2 separate regions of the Hordeum vulgare genome follow, and region 2 is linked to region 1. Evidence: chromatin contacts called from public Hi-C data. All regions are on one chromosome and are shown on one strand. The core of a region is the stretch at or near the end of the contact, and the rest is flanking DNA. Distances in the headings are between cores, read along the strand shown. Region 1 holds the start of LOC123448175 (heavy metal-associated isoprenylated plant protein 33-like). Region 2 holds the start of LOC123448176 (long chain acyl-CoA synthetase 6, peroxisomal-like).

What was found. Hi-C and Micro-C count contacts between places; a contact is called where the count stands out from the background.
Region 2: a Hi-C map of seedling shows a contact between it and region 1, with 2.8 times the contacts expected there. The contact joins the promoter of LOC123448176 here to the promoter of LOC123448175 in region 1. A contact is called at or near these places in 1 of 6 Hi-C or Micro-C datasets (seedling) and 1 of 1 datasets of contacts at active chromatin or transcription factors (embryo).

The regions. Positions count from the first base shown.
Region 1 is chr4H:141,310,797-141,317,292 of MorexV3_pseudomolecules_assembly, forward strand. It overlaps LOC123448175 (heavy metal-associated isoprenylated plant protein 33-like), which reads right to left and starts at 2,452. Exons shown (of 3, transcript XM_045124982.1): 1 at 2,105-2,452; 2 at 1,860-1,935; 3 at 1-1,773. The coding sequence starts at 2,134. The coding sequence ends at 173.
Region 2 is chr4H:142,098,259-142,104,404 of MorexV3_pseudomolecules_assembly, forward strand. LOC123448176 (long chain acyl-CoA synthetase 6, peroxisomal-like) reads left to right here and starts at 3,905. Exons shown (of 24, transcript XM_045124983.1): 1 at 3,905-4,137; 2 at 4,312-4,372; 3 at 4,533-4,610; 4 at 5,396-5,467; 5 at 5,560-5,641; 6 at 5,790-5,895; 7 at 5,975-6,051. The coding sequence starts at 4,017.

The sequences.
Region 1 (6,496 bases), core at 1,202-3,701:
TCCCTTTTTTAAGCTTGATTGAAATAAAAGGCGAAAATGTAGAAGCTAAATTAATCAAGAAGAAACAGAAGAGGACCGATCTAGATGGGACTTGTTGCTGCCCCATGTCACTGCCAGATTCATCATGGCCTTCCTTTCAACCATGAGCGGCGGTGGCGCGATCCATCATCTCTCACATCACCGAGCAGCTGTTGGGGTCCTCGTCGCTGAAGTAGTTGTAAGGCTCGCCCGCTGGTGGCTGTGGCGGCATCGCATAGGCGGTTGGCATCGGGTACGAGCCCATCGGCGGCCGCCCGTAACCTGGCCCGTAGCCCATCTGCGGGTACCCTCCCGCGCCGCCGCCGTGGCCGCCGTTCATCATCATTTGCTGCTGCTGCTGCTGTTGCAGCATTGTCATCTGCTGCTGCTGTTGCTGCTGCTGGATCAGTGCCATGTACTGCTGCTGCGCCATGGGGTTCCCGGCCGCAGCGGCAGCCTGCAGCATCTCTGCCCCGGACGGCATGCCACCGCCGCCGCCACCAGCGCCCTGGTAAAACCCAGCCGGCGGCATGCCCTGCATGGCGCGGCCAGCCTGAGCGCTGCTCGCCGCGTGGGGGTGGCCCATGGGACCGCCCATGCCGGGGAAACCGGCGCCGCCCATCATGTTAGGCCTGAACATGGCCTGCTGCTGCGGCTGCATGCCGCCGCCAATCGGGCCGCCCATCGCTGCTGCCGGGCCACCAACGCCGCCGCCCTTCTTCCCCTGGACCGGTGCTCCTCCCTTGACGTTGTTCGGCTGCCCACCACCGCCTGCGTTCTTACCACCGCCGTTGCCGTTGCCGTTGCCGCCTTGGTGCTGCTGCTTGCCACCTGCGTCTTTCTTGCCGCCGTTGTTGCCGTTCCCCTTGATCTGCACCGGGATCTCGTTTCCTCCACCGCCCTTCTTCCCACCATTGCTAGCGCCCTTCTTGTCGCCCCCGCCGGCGTTCGGCGGCATGGCCATCTGCTTCATCATCATCTTGGGGTCGTCGTAGTAGTCGTCTTCGAAGCCATCATCGTCGAAATCTTCGTCGTCGTCAAATTCGTCGAACTCGTCGTCGAACTCGCTGCCGCCGTCGTCGCCCCAGCCGTCGTCGGGGATGTTGAACTTGACGGACTTGGGGTCCTTGGCCGGCGCACCCGCCGGGAAAGGCATCTTCGCCGCGGCGGCACCCATGAACTGCGGCGGCAGCTTGAGCCCCTTCATCTGCATCTGCTGCTGCAGCTGCTGGAGCTGCTGCGGGGTCGGCGCGCCCTTCATCTGCATCTGCTGCTGCAGCTGCTGGAGCTGCTGCGGGGTCGGCGCTCCCTTCATCTGCATCTGCTGCTGCAGCTGCTGGAGCTGTTGCGGCGTCGGCGCGCCCTTCATCTGCATCTGCTGCTGCAGCTGCTGAAGCTGCTGCGGCGTCGGGCCCTTCATCTGCATCTGCTGCTGCATTTGCTGAATCTGCTGCGGGGTCGGCTGCGGCATCGCCATCTTTGCGTCCTTGCCGCCACCGCCTCCCTTGTGGGCCTTGCCGCCGGCATCTTTGGCATGGCCTTTGCCGCCGGCGTCCTTGGGCTGCTGGCCCTTACCGCCGCCGCCACCGTCTAGGTGGAGCTTCTGGAACTGGTTGGCGACGCCACCGGGCTTGGAACCCCAGAGCACAGCCGGCTTGCCGCCCTTGTTGAGCTTCTTAATGATGGTGTCCGGATCCACCAGCCCGGACACCATCACCTTGCCCTCCTCCGGGTCGATGGAGCTCTGGTACACGCCTGCAAACAAGAGGGATGAATCCAACACATTCTCCCGGCGGAACAGCTAAACAAGACGGACAACCAGAAGTCGATCCATTACTTACCATCGATCTTGCTGAGGATCTTCTTCACCTTCTTCTGGCACCCATCGCAGTGGATGTTCACCTTGAGCACGCAGGTCTGTGGATTTGGGGACGAACAAACAAAGAAACACGAACAGCATGCAGGGATCAGACATAGGAGCAAGCAAGCAACCTCACGGAAATTCCATGGCAGCAGAAACAAGAAGGAACATGCGGGAGAATGTCTTGAGTTGGGAGGAAGCAAAGCAAGGAAGGAAGAACCTCACCTGTATCTTGAGCACATCCTCCTTGCTCATGGCTGACTTGCTGGCCGAAACGCAGCGGCACAACGACGAGAAGCGCCCCGCAGATCTGGTGCAGAGGAAACGGACGCGGAGGGGGGCTCAAATCAGGGGCAGGAGAGCAGGAAGAAGGCAGCTACCAGGAAACATTGCTCTCCATCTCTCTCTCTCTCTCTCTCTCTCTCTCTCTCTCTCTCTCGTAGAGCGTGAGTGTGTGTGACAGTGTGAGGGCGAGAGAAGGAGGAACTGCCTTCTTGCTGAAGATAATATAATAACTGTCCCGTCCCACACTCACACAAAGAGCGAGCGCTGGAGAGAGGGGGGGAGGGGGGGGGAGGCTTATCAGAGTGTGTGCTTGCAGAAAACTAGAAGGAAATTAATAGGGGAGGCCAGAGGGAGGAGAGAGAGAGAGAGCGAGCACCCTCACTCTCTATCTCTACTCTCTCTCTCTCTCTATCTTCAGGACTTCGGAAAAGCTGGGAAGGAAATTACTCTTTACCCTTTTCAAGATTTATTCCTCCGGTCTTTGGGCTTTGGGGATGGATTAGAAGCCTTTAGCTTTTGCCTAATCTTTCAATCAATTAGTAGTATTACTAGTAGTAGTAACTAAATATGGGTCAGAGTAGCTAAATGTGGTTCAGTCAGTAAGCAGAGACAGATGTTGAACATGTGAGGTACCCGGGGCTTTATAATAACTACGGTTACCAATGTCGGTTCAGTTTTTTCTAAAAAGCAGTCTAACACGGGTCCGCTGCCAATTCTTTAGCTAGCTTTTATTTGTCTTGTTCTGCTGCCAATTGAAAACCCAAAGAGAGAGAGGCTCTGTGAGTGTGGATGGCCGCGAGTCCCACTGTCCAGCCGGAGAAGTTTGCCGTTAGGTTACGTCGTTAACCCTGGTTTTATTCGTACAGTTTTATTTTTTGCGTGGTTATGGGCTGATTCAGATGAATGAGTTGTCATTAAACTAAAATGTTTACCGTGTTCAAAAAAGCATCACCCGAGGAAAGAAAATTATATGGAACAGGGTCTCATAGTCTCCCTCTTCTTCGGACCCCTCCTCATAGTCTTCCTTGAGATGTACATCTATGTATGACTAGTAAAAAGTTCGTGCGTTATCACGGGTTATTAATTTATTTATTTTGATTACACCTATATGAACACAGCGCATACTAAATTTCTCTCTCGGCCATTAACCACTTAGACTTTAAAAAAAAGGTAGAAAAGGTATTGTATAAATAATATTGCAGTGTAATTTTATAGTACTTATCCAAGGGCATGAATTTTTAATAAAATCTCCACGACATCAGTGTTAGGAAAAAAAACAAGGCTAATACCTCTTATGCTATGGAATTGTAATATCAACTTGTGTGCTTTTACAAGAGGTCCGCACCATATAAAAGTGAGATCAATGCGCCCATTCTTCGTACCTGAACAAGAAGCTAGTGCCTATTGAAGTTTCAGATTCCTCGTTGGCCAAGTTTCATTTCCGCGCCTACGTGTTCCTTTATGTGCTATCACAAGGCTATTAGAGGTGCTAATCATGCCTTTGGTGCACCGATACATCTCTTGCGCCTAGCATGCCAAATCATGGACACACCAATTTAGATGCACAAAGGACCCATGGACACCACAACACTCAGGATAACAAATGAGTCCGTCCCTCGAGGCCTTGCAGAAAATATGGCATTCCAGCAAACAATATACAGGCCATCCACAATTTCACAAGCGCCAAACTACCAAAAAAATTAATCACCCCGCTACAGCTAACAGCCAAAAAATGAGATTACATGTTTGTTTGTGCTCTTATTAGAAAAGAGAGAAATATGAAATGGATCTTTGCATCGACGACAGAACAAATCACAAGGTAATGAAACCATCAATCAATCTATTCAGTGCAATGGACAGATGATGCTGCGTCTGCTCAATACCAATGGCACTGGTAGCCAATGGCAGGACATCTTCTCATGTTCAACTGATGCGTGAAGTTTGTTGTCGATTGTAGCCAATGACAGTGCATCTCTTGGGAGCTATAGGCATCCGGTCGGTAGAGACATGATTCTAGGGAGGAGGCCACTGGACGTCACAAACTGTTGTCGATGGTTCTGATGAAGTGTGACACGGATTTACATTGCACTTTCCATGAAGCGATCTTTTCGAGTGAGAAACCTCCTCCGGTACTTCTTGTAGTCCGGTATGCCCAAGTGTAGTGAGCCCAACTCGAACCAAAGCTTCATATTGCCATTGTAGTGCGATGCTGTAGAGCTTTGTGCAATCTCCGGATATATTTCAGAATCATATCCAAGTCCACACAGAATCAACCTTCCATCAAAGGGGGTAGATGAGATTTTCAAAAGACCACAGGCGTAAAGAAAAGGTAGTTTCTCGCAGAGATACCTCGTCTTTTTTCTTGACCTGAAAGACAACAAGAGTGGAATAAATTATGAAGTGTCCTAATGATATGAAGCATCATTGTTCAATATTACACCAGAATTAATAAAATGATGATACTTGCTCAGTAACAAAAATAAATGCAGCACCCTACTTATTCCTTGCAAGTAATTGATAATAACTTGAATTTCACCAGATATAAAGTGTAGAAATGTTTTTCCATGACATTTTATATGCAAGCTCAGTTTTTCTATACAATGTAGCATGTGAAACCAAATAGAGAAGACTTGTACCAACCTGTTTAAGGAGTAGCAGGTATTACTCTGTCACTTTATGCTTCCAGGTTGGGTTTCTACTCCTTTTACAAATAAATGCATAAGACACGTATCACAACCATAACCACTGCTCCTTCCATTTCAAAATATAAAGCATACTTTGACGGTCCAAATTTGTGCTTTCACCAATAATTAGTCAACTAATATGTAGCTTATCTTATACAAAATAGACACCATTATATTCATGTTGAGAAGCACTTCCTTATGATTATGATTTGTAACAACAACAAAATATTGTACAAGATATTTGTTGTCAAAGTCTAACAACACACTCTATTTTCAAACAGAGGGAGTAGCACTCTAATGTCCGTTTCAGTGTGATGTGTGTTGCTAAGATGTGGTGCCCATAGCCTGTTTGTGAGCTAATAAGAGAAAGAATGCGTACTCCACATCTATTTTGCATAAATATATGGATTATGTATTCAAATAAAGATAATTTGTAGGCTGCCAAGAAGACTCTAAAAAATCTACAAGATCATGTGCCCTTATGACTTTGTAGCTTTGTTCGTATCTCTACATCAAACACAAAGGAAAGTAAAAGTGTGATGATAGTACATATGCACAATAACTTACAATCTGAGTAACAAAATGTAGTGGATGAGATAGAACTGCAATCATTTTGCGTCAATAGTCACCATGTAGAAGAAGACCCATCTGATCATCCGAATAATATATATATACATTCTCCATTTTAAGTAGTACACTCTTAACCCAATTTGCGAATTGTAAGTAAGAAAAATTTAAAAATTATTGTCTTAGTTGTAGACTCTGTTATTCTTTCTAAGTTAAATCCCTAATTTTTTGGGTTCACAATTATTGAGGGATTTTTGGTGGAGTTCATCTCACTGGGATCTACCAAAGGCCATGTGTGGCAATAGAAGTACATAACAGAGTGGTTGTAGCAAGAAGGACGTCAGGTGGATGGTCTCCATCAGAATTGCCAGTGGTGTGGATTCCTGAAGAAAACCAGATGGTCCATAACAACTCCTGCAAGGTTGAGGTGTGATCTGTCACTGCCACTGGTTTGAAAGATGAGAGAGACGAGGAGTAGCCTCACTATCACTATTTGTGAAGCAATGTAGAGAGCACAAAGGCGCAAGAAAACAACATATAAATAGATTGAAGCATATATATGACTGGGGAGCATGTGCATTGCACGTGGCATACATATTTAGTGCCTCAACACCAATTGTGTCTAAATATAGATATAAAACTTTAACAGTTGAAGACTGGTTGTTATTCTTTTTTTTAAGTAGGAGACATTAGTCAAATACATAATTACTAGAAAGATCAAACATAAAGGATATTTTGATGCAATCAGAGGGTTCTAGTGGTGAGCCTTCCCTCATTCAAGACATCTGTCCTTTGAGTTCACCAGTGGTATTGATGGGGTTATAGTCCCAGGGTAGGGTCATAGGCCTGCCCTATAGGTCCTACCCAATGACTACCCTTCATAGAGGGCAAGTCCCTTAGACAGTTCCGACTGAACTAAGGACCCCCCATCATCCAGTCGGTGACGAGCATTCGGAGCATATTTATCGTACCGACTGAATTCCACTCTGTACATCGTAACCTCCCAGGAGGGCAACGGTCACACGTTTTCATACACCATTATTAGCATTTAAGGCATACGTTACCTGTAACGTAGGCTTTT
Region 2 (6,146 bases), core at 2,655-5,154, 790 kb after region 1:
TTAGCCACCAAATAAATGCTTAGTCGCTGCTGCAACCTCACCACTTACCCATGCATGTCTAACCTATTAAGCTTTGCTAGTCTTGATACCTTTGGAAATGAGATTGCTGAGTCGCCTTTGGCTCACAGATTACTACAACACCAGGTACAAGTAAAGGTTACTTGATGTGAGCGCGATGATTGTTCATTTGGAGTTTCTTCTTCTTCTTCATCATCGATCTAGGATGGGTTCCAGGCCGGCGGCCTGGGATAGCAAGGATGGACATCGTTCTTTTCTCGTTTGTTTTCGTCCGTAGTCGGACCCTGCTCTTCTTCGTGATATTTATGTATTGTACTGATGTGACTCCGATGTAGCTTGTGGCGAGTGTAAGCTAATTCCATATACTCTTCTCTTCATTACATGTACTTGTAACGATATCCATTCTTGCGAAACGACGAGATGCGCTTCTATCCCCGTCGAGGCCCTCGCACCAAAATAAGGATAGGATCGCATCTTGGGCGTTACAGGTAGGGCACGCCCTGGCTTGTGGACACCTGGTGGATCCCCTGATGTATTTATTTTGCCCAATATTTTTATATATTCCAAAATAATTCTCCGTAAGTTTTCAGGACTTTTGGAGTTGTGCATAATAGGTCTCTCAGATTTGTTCCTTTTCCGGACCAGAATTCCAGCTGCCGACATTCTCCCTCTTTATGTAAACCTTGTAAAATAAGAGAGAAAATGCATAAGTATTGTACCATAATGTGTATTAACAGCCCATAGTGCAATAAATATCGATATAAAAGCATGATGCAAAATGGACGTATCAGTATGCATCATCATTGTGTTTTTGGAGTTGGAGATTTTGCCGGATCATATCTGGGAAGGTCATCTTCCTTATCCTAGTGGCATATATTCTCCATTGCTTGTTCTTAATATAACCATTCGCCATAGGATAGCTCTTGTCGTCCACCATCCAACAAGCTTGAGTTTGCTCAATTCGGAGCTCGTATGCGAAAGTTATGAGAGTTTCATTTCTCATGACAGTTTTCAGTACTCAGGCGGTAGTGCCGCTCGGTACCACGGTGATACCACTTAGGCGGTACTTTCGCTATGTACTACCGTTGCTACTACTGCTTATTTGCTGGTTCTATTGGTCTGCTCTTCACTCACGACAGTAGCACAGTAGTAGGGTGGTAGTACCGCCCACGTGGTACTACCGCTCTCTAATACCGCTGCTACTATTACTTATTTTGTGGTGTTGGTCTCTTATTCATCTTAGACGTAGTAGTGTGGTAGTAGGGAACGGTACTACCGCCCTGCTCTCTCTCTCTACTACCGCTTACCTTGATATTGCATCCCCAGGGATAGTAGCATTGGATCAGCCGGTAGTACCGCTCCGGTGGCACTACCGTCTCGAGGTTTCTGCCGTTTGCACGTTTTTTCTGGAACCACCACACTAAGCAGTAGTACCGCTCAACCAAACGGTAGTACTGCTTGTGCACGACCACTGCGCATAACAGTTGGATTTGGGGAGGCCTATAAAAGGGGGTCTTCTTCCCCATTGCTCCTTTATATCTTGACTTCGTGTTTGCCCCCCTTTGTTGACCTTCTTCGAGCTTGCTAATTCTCAATCCCTTCAATCATTCTTGCTCGTTTTTGAGAGAAAAAAGAGAGGAGATCCAGATCTACATTTCCATCAATCATCTTCTCCTCTAAGTGAGGGGAACCCCTTGGATCTAGATCTTGGAGTTCTTTGTGAGCTCCCTATTCTTCCTCTCATATTCCTTCATAGCTTTTGTTATTGTGGTGGAGTTTGAGTGTGAGGGACTTGATCACTTCGTGTGTTCTTACCATTGCATTAGTTGCATCGGTTTGAGTTCTCCACGGTGATTCATGGTAGTGAAAAGTTGAGAAGTTTATTACTCTTGGATGTTTTGCACCCTAGAGCTTGTGCCTCTTGGGTGCTCTCGCGCACTAGACGGTTGGTGGTGTCTCAAAGCTCAATCATTATGGTGTAAAGCTCCGAACAAGTATCGGTGTCTCCAATTAGGTTGTGGAAATTGCCCCGAGCATTTTGTATGGGTTCCGTTGACCGCCGCCAAGGGTTACCAAAGTGTACAAGTTTGATGAGCGCCCCAAGGGTTGCCATTTGTACGGGTTCGGTGACCGCCTTCAAGGGCCCCTTTATGGAATCACGACATATTGCATTGTGCAAGGGCGCAAGGAGATTATGGTGGCCCTAGTGACTTCTTGGGCAGCATCGTGCCTTCACACCGTACCAAACAGATACTAGCATCCGCAAGGGTGTGAACTTGGGGATACATAGTCTTCTCCAAGTGCCTCAGTTATCTCTTACCCGGGCCCTTTACTTATGCACTTTACTTTGTAATAACCATGTTATTTCATGTTATATATCTTGCTATCACTTAGTTGTTTATCTTACTTAGCATAAGTTGTTGGTGCACATAGGTGGACCTAGTTGTTTTAGGTTTTGTGCTTGACAAACTAAACGTTAGTTTTATTTCACATTGGTTCAAGCCTAGACCGTATTTATTTTAAAGCGCCTATCCACCCCCCTCTAGGCGGCATCAACAACGCCTATTCACCCCCCTCTAGGCGGCATCGACAACGCCTATTCACCCCCCTCTAGGCGGCATCAACGTCCTTTCGTCCTTCACCAGTCTATTATTTTGGAGACTAACTGCGCTTTCGTACATTCTTTCCTTGCAAATGAGAAGCTTGACATGTCCGCTCTTATTGATATGAAGAAAGAGGCTATGAGTATTCCCAAGATGTTTCAAAATTTGAGTTCTTCAGAAATAAATTGGCGTGCCAATGAGGTGGCATATGAGATTGTTAAGTTTAGTTTTAGTAGTAGGTCGGACGGATTGCTTATTAAGGGCCTATTTGGGACTGATTCAATTCATCAAAATTAGCTTCACTTCATCAAATTCACTTTGAAGCAGTTTCATACAGAAGCTATATCACTATTAAGAGAATGTTTGGCTTCCATCTAGCTCCAGCTTCAAAAATAGAAAATCTGATGGAAACAATCTATTTGATTGGTTGAGGGGAAATAAACGAAGGGGTATCCACTTACTGGTGGCAGTGGTGGGTAATTTTCCCCCAACTCTAGCTTCTAGAGTTTTTTGAAGCACCGTCTCAGGAGCTTCATAAAAACTTTGAAGTTCTACCCCAGATTCTAGTTTTTTTTCGGAGCGGCATATCGTGGAGCTACCCCGTTTGGCTTGTCTTTTCTGAAGCAGAGCTGAATTTTAAGGAGCAGAGCAGTTCCAAACAGACCCTAACTCTATCCTGCCGTGCAAGGTGTAATGAGTGATTGTAATAACCTTTTGATTAATTGATAAATATATTATAAAGGAAAAGCTAACCATTGCAGTGGCCGCGTCCGTCACTTTCCTTGTATGACACGCGTCCAAACGACGTTCCCGCATAGCGGTTCTGTAGTAGGGACTATGTTTCTGAAATATATATCCTGTTATAATAACCTACGACGGATCTATGTTTTACAACAAAATCTCTATTGGTAAAATCTCAGTTGCGAAAATAAATTGTAACAAAATCTTAATTGCAAAAAAAGAAAATCACAATAAAACAGTTGGTGCAAGAAAATTCTGCTACAAGAATCATATTATATAATTCTACAACAAGACCTGTGTTGTAGACCTGCAGTGATGAAAATGTACTCAGCTCGTTTGATGTAGACATTTCACGATCTGGTTGATCTTTTAAAAAGATGAGTCGAAGCACACCTCGTAATATAAGGGTGTTTTAAAAAAATTACATGGGAGGTCAATTTTCTAATAATGCGCGCGTTCGCGTGTAGGAAGATCTCTCGAACCAAAAAGACCAAACGAATTGTGCCCAAATTCGAAGAAATTCTTCCTCTGTTGCCCGTTTTGTCCAAACACCTCCGTCTCCGCTCTTCTCCCACGCGGTACACATTCCGTTTCCCCTCCGCTCTGCTCCCCCACCTACCCTGCCCAGCAGCGCCAGCTACGGCAAACCCACCGATGGACGCAACCGAGCGCCGCCTCCGCGCCGTCTCCGCCCACCTTCAGCCCCAAGCAACCGCCGACCGCTGCACCTCCGATAGCCTCGGCCCCAATCCCACCGCAGGGGAGTACGCCCACGGTACGCACGCATCCCAGGCCCTCTATCTTTCTTCCCCTGCCCGCCGTTGACTCGCTGGACGGCACTACTGTACCAGTACCCCCAAGCGAGCGAGGGACAAGGACTTTTTTTTCTTCATTTGTTTCAAATATAGCTCACCGATCGCCAGAAACTTATTGCAATTAGTTCCTCCAGTGCTTGGCTACAGCGCTGTCCTCCCTGAGAAGTTAAAGACTGGGAAGTGGAACGTGTACCGGTAGGTTCTTGAGGCAGTATAATATTTTGCTGCATTTTGCTTATGTCTTGACTCATAATTGCGCTTCTAATCTCTGGCAGATCTACAGTCAGGAACCATAATGTTATGTTGCATTTTTGCCTATTTCGTGACTCATAATTGCGCTTCTAATCTTGTGCAGATCTGCACATTCACCTATAACGCTGATAGATAGATTTTCAGACCACCCAGACATTGGGACGTTGCATGATAACTTTGTGTAAGCATACTCACCTTAATTTCTCTCTTGACAAAATAATTCAGTTATTTATCAGAAATAAAATAAATACGAATGGTAGCTAGGAGAAACCAGCCAACTGGCTAAATAAAGCAGCAGTGAGGATACGATCCCAGGCTGGCTTGCCCATGCTGCTCGCCGGTAGAACCCTTGGTGTTAATCACTTCAGTTATTTATCACTGTATTTCTTTTCTTTGTTTTTGAGAGAATACGTTCTCGTGCATTTCATTAAGTTATAAAAGAGTTATGACGGCACAGGGTGACCTAGAGCTCACAGAAAGTGATACAATTCGGAAGTGCCATCAAGGTTATTCTAACACACTTATTTCTATTGAGTAATAAATCTATGGGTTTGGCACAAACTAATGCAAGTTGGGACTCTCTTTTTCTTTGGTTTCTTACTTTTGTTGCCAGAGGAAACTTGCCGCCGTAAAAATCAAGAGCTGCAAAATAACTTGAATATAAATATAGAAGCTTTTGTCTGAAGATTTTGTTTAAAACTGGCAAAATGAGTTGGCGCAGCCTAAGTTGTTGATAAGAAAAATAAATGCTCAATGATATGATATTCGTAGTCTTACATGTTTTTGAAAACCTTGGGCTGATGGGATGTTTTGCTAAAGTGACCCTTAGTATGGACAATCAGTGTGCCATGCCAAAAGTCTCTAGCTGCTCCTAGTGTGTCTATATGGTCGTATTTCATATTATTCCAATCGCAGTACCTTAACAATATCTCATGTATAGTGTCCTTGCTATCTTTAATTGAACAGGAATGCAGTTGAGACTTTCAGAGATTGTAGATACCTAGGTACAAGGGTCCATGCAGATGGAACAATTGGAGAGTAAGGACCGATTATCTGATGTATGCCTTAGATTTACCTATTGTAGTGTTCCTTATCTTATCCTAGCTCTTGAGCGAGAAATAACATTACAGCTACAAATGGATGACTTATGGAGAAGCTGGCACAAGCAGGACTGCAATAGGTTCTGGCCTTATTTGTCATGGAATACCTAAAGTGAGTCATCAGTGTCTGAAAAAGGCACTTGTCCTTTTCTTTCTGTTCAGATAAAGCTGTAGATGTTGATGTCTTGAAATGACACTTAAATTGCCCTATAGGGAATTTGTTTCAACTTACCATCGAGTATTCTTCTGATCTGAATCAGGGCGCACGTGTTGGTCTGTATTTTATAAATAGACCTGAGTGGACCATAGTTGACAATGCTTGTTCTGCGTATTCATATGTTTCTGTGCCACTATATGATACTCTTGGTATGTCCACAGCACAGAATGATCATCGTTCTCCCTTTAATCATTTAGAGACTGATTTTGTTTTTCTTATTGGCTACAGGTCCAGATGCAGTTCAGTTCATTGTGAATCATGCATCAGTAGAGGCTATCTTCTGTGTTCCACAAACACTAAGCACTGTGAGCTTCAATGCTTTATCTAAACCTAGACTATTCCTAGTTTGTACAGTACATTAAAACAGTACTTATAGAAGAGCACTGAATAACCTGTAACA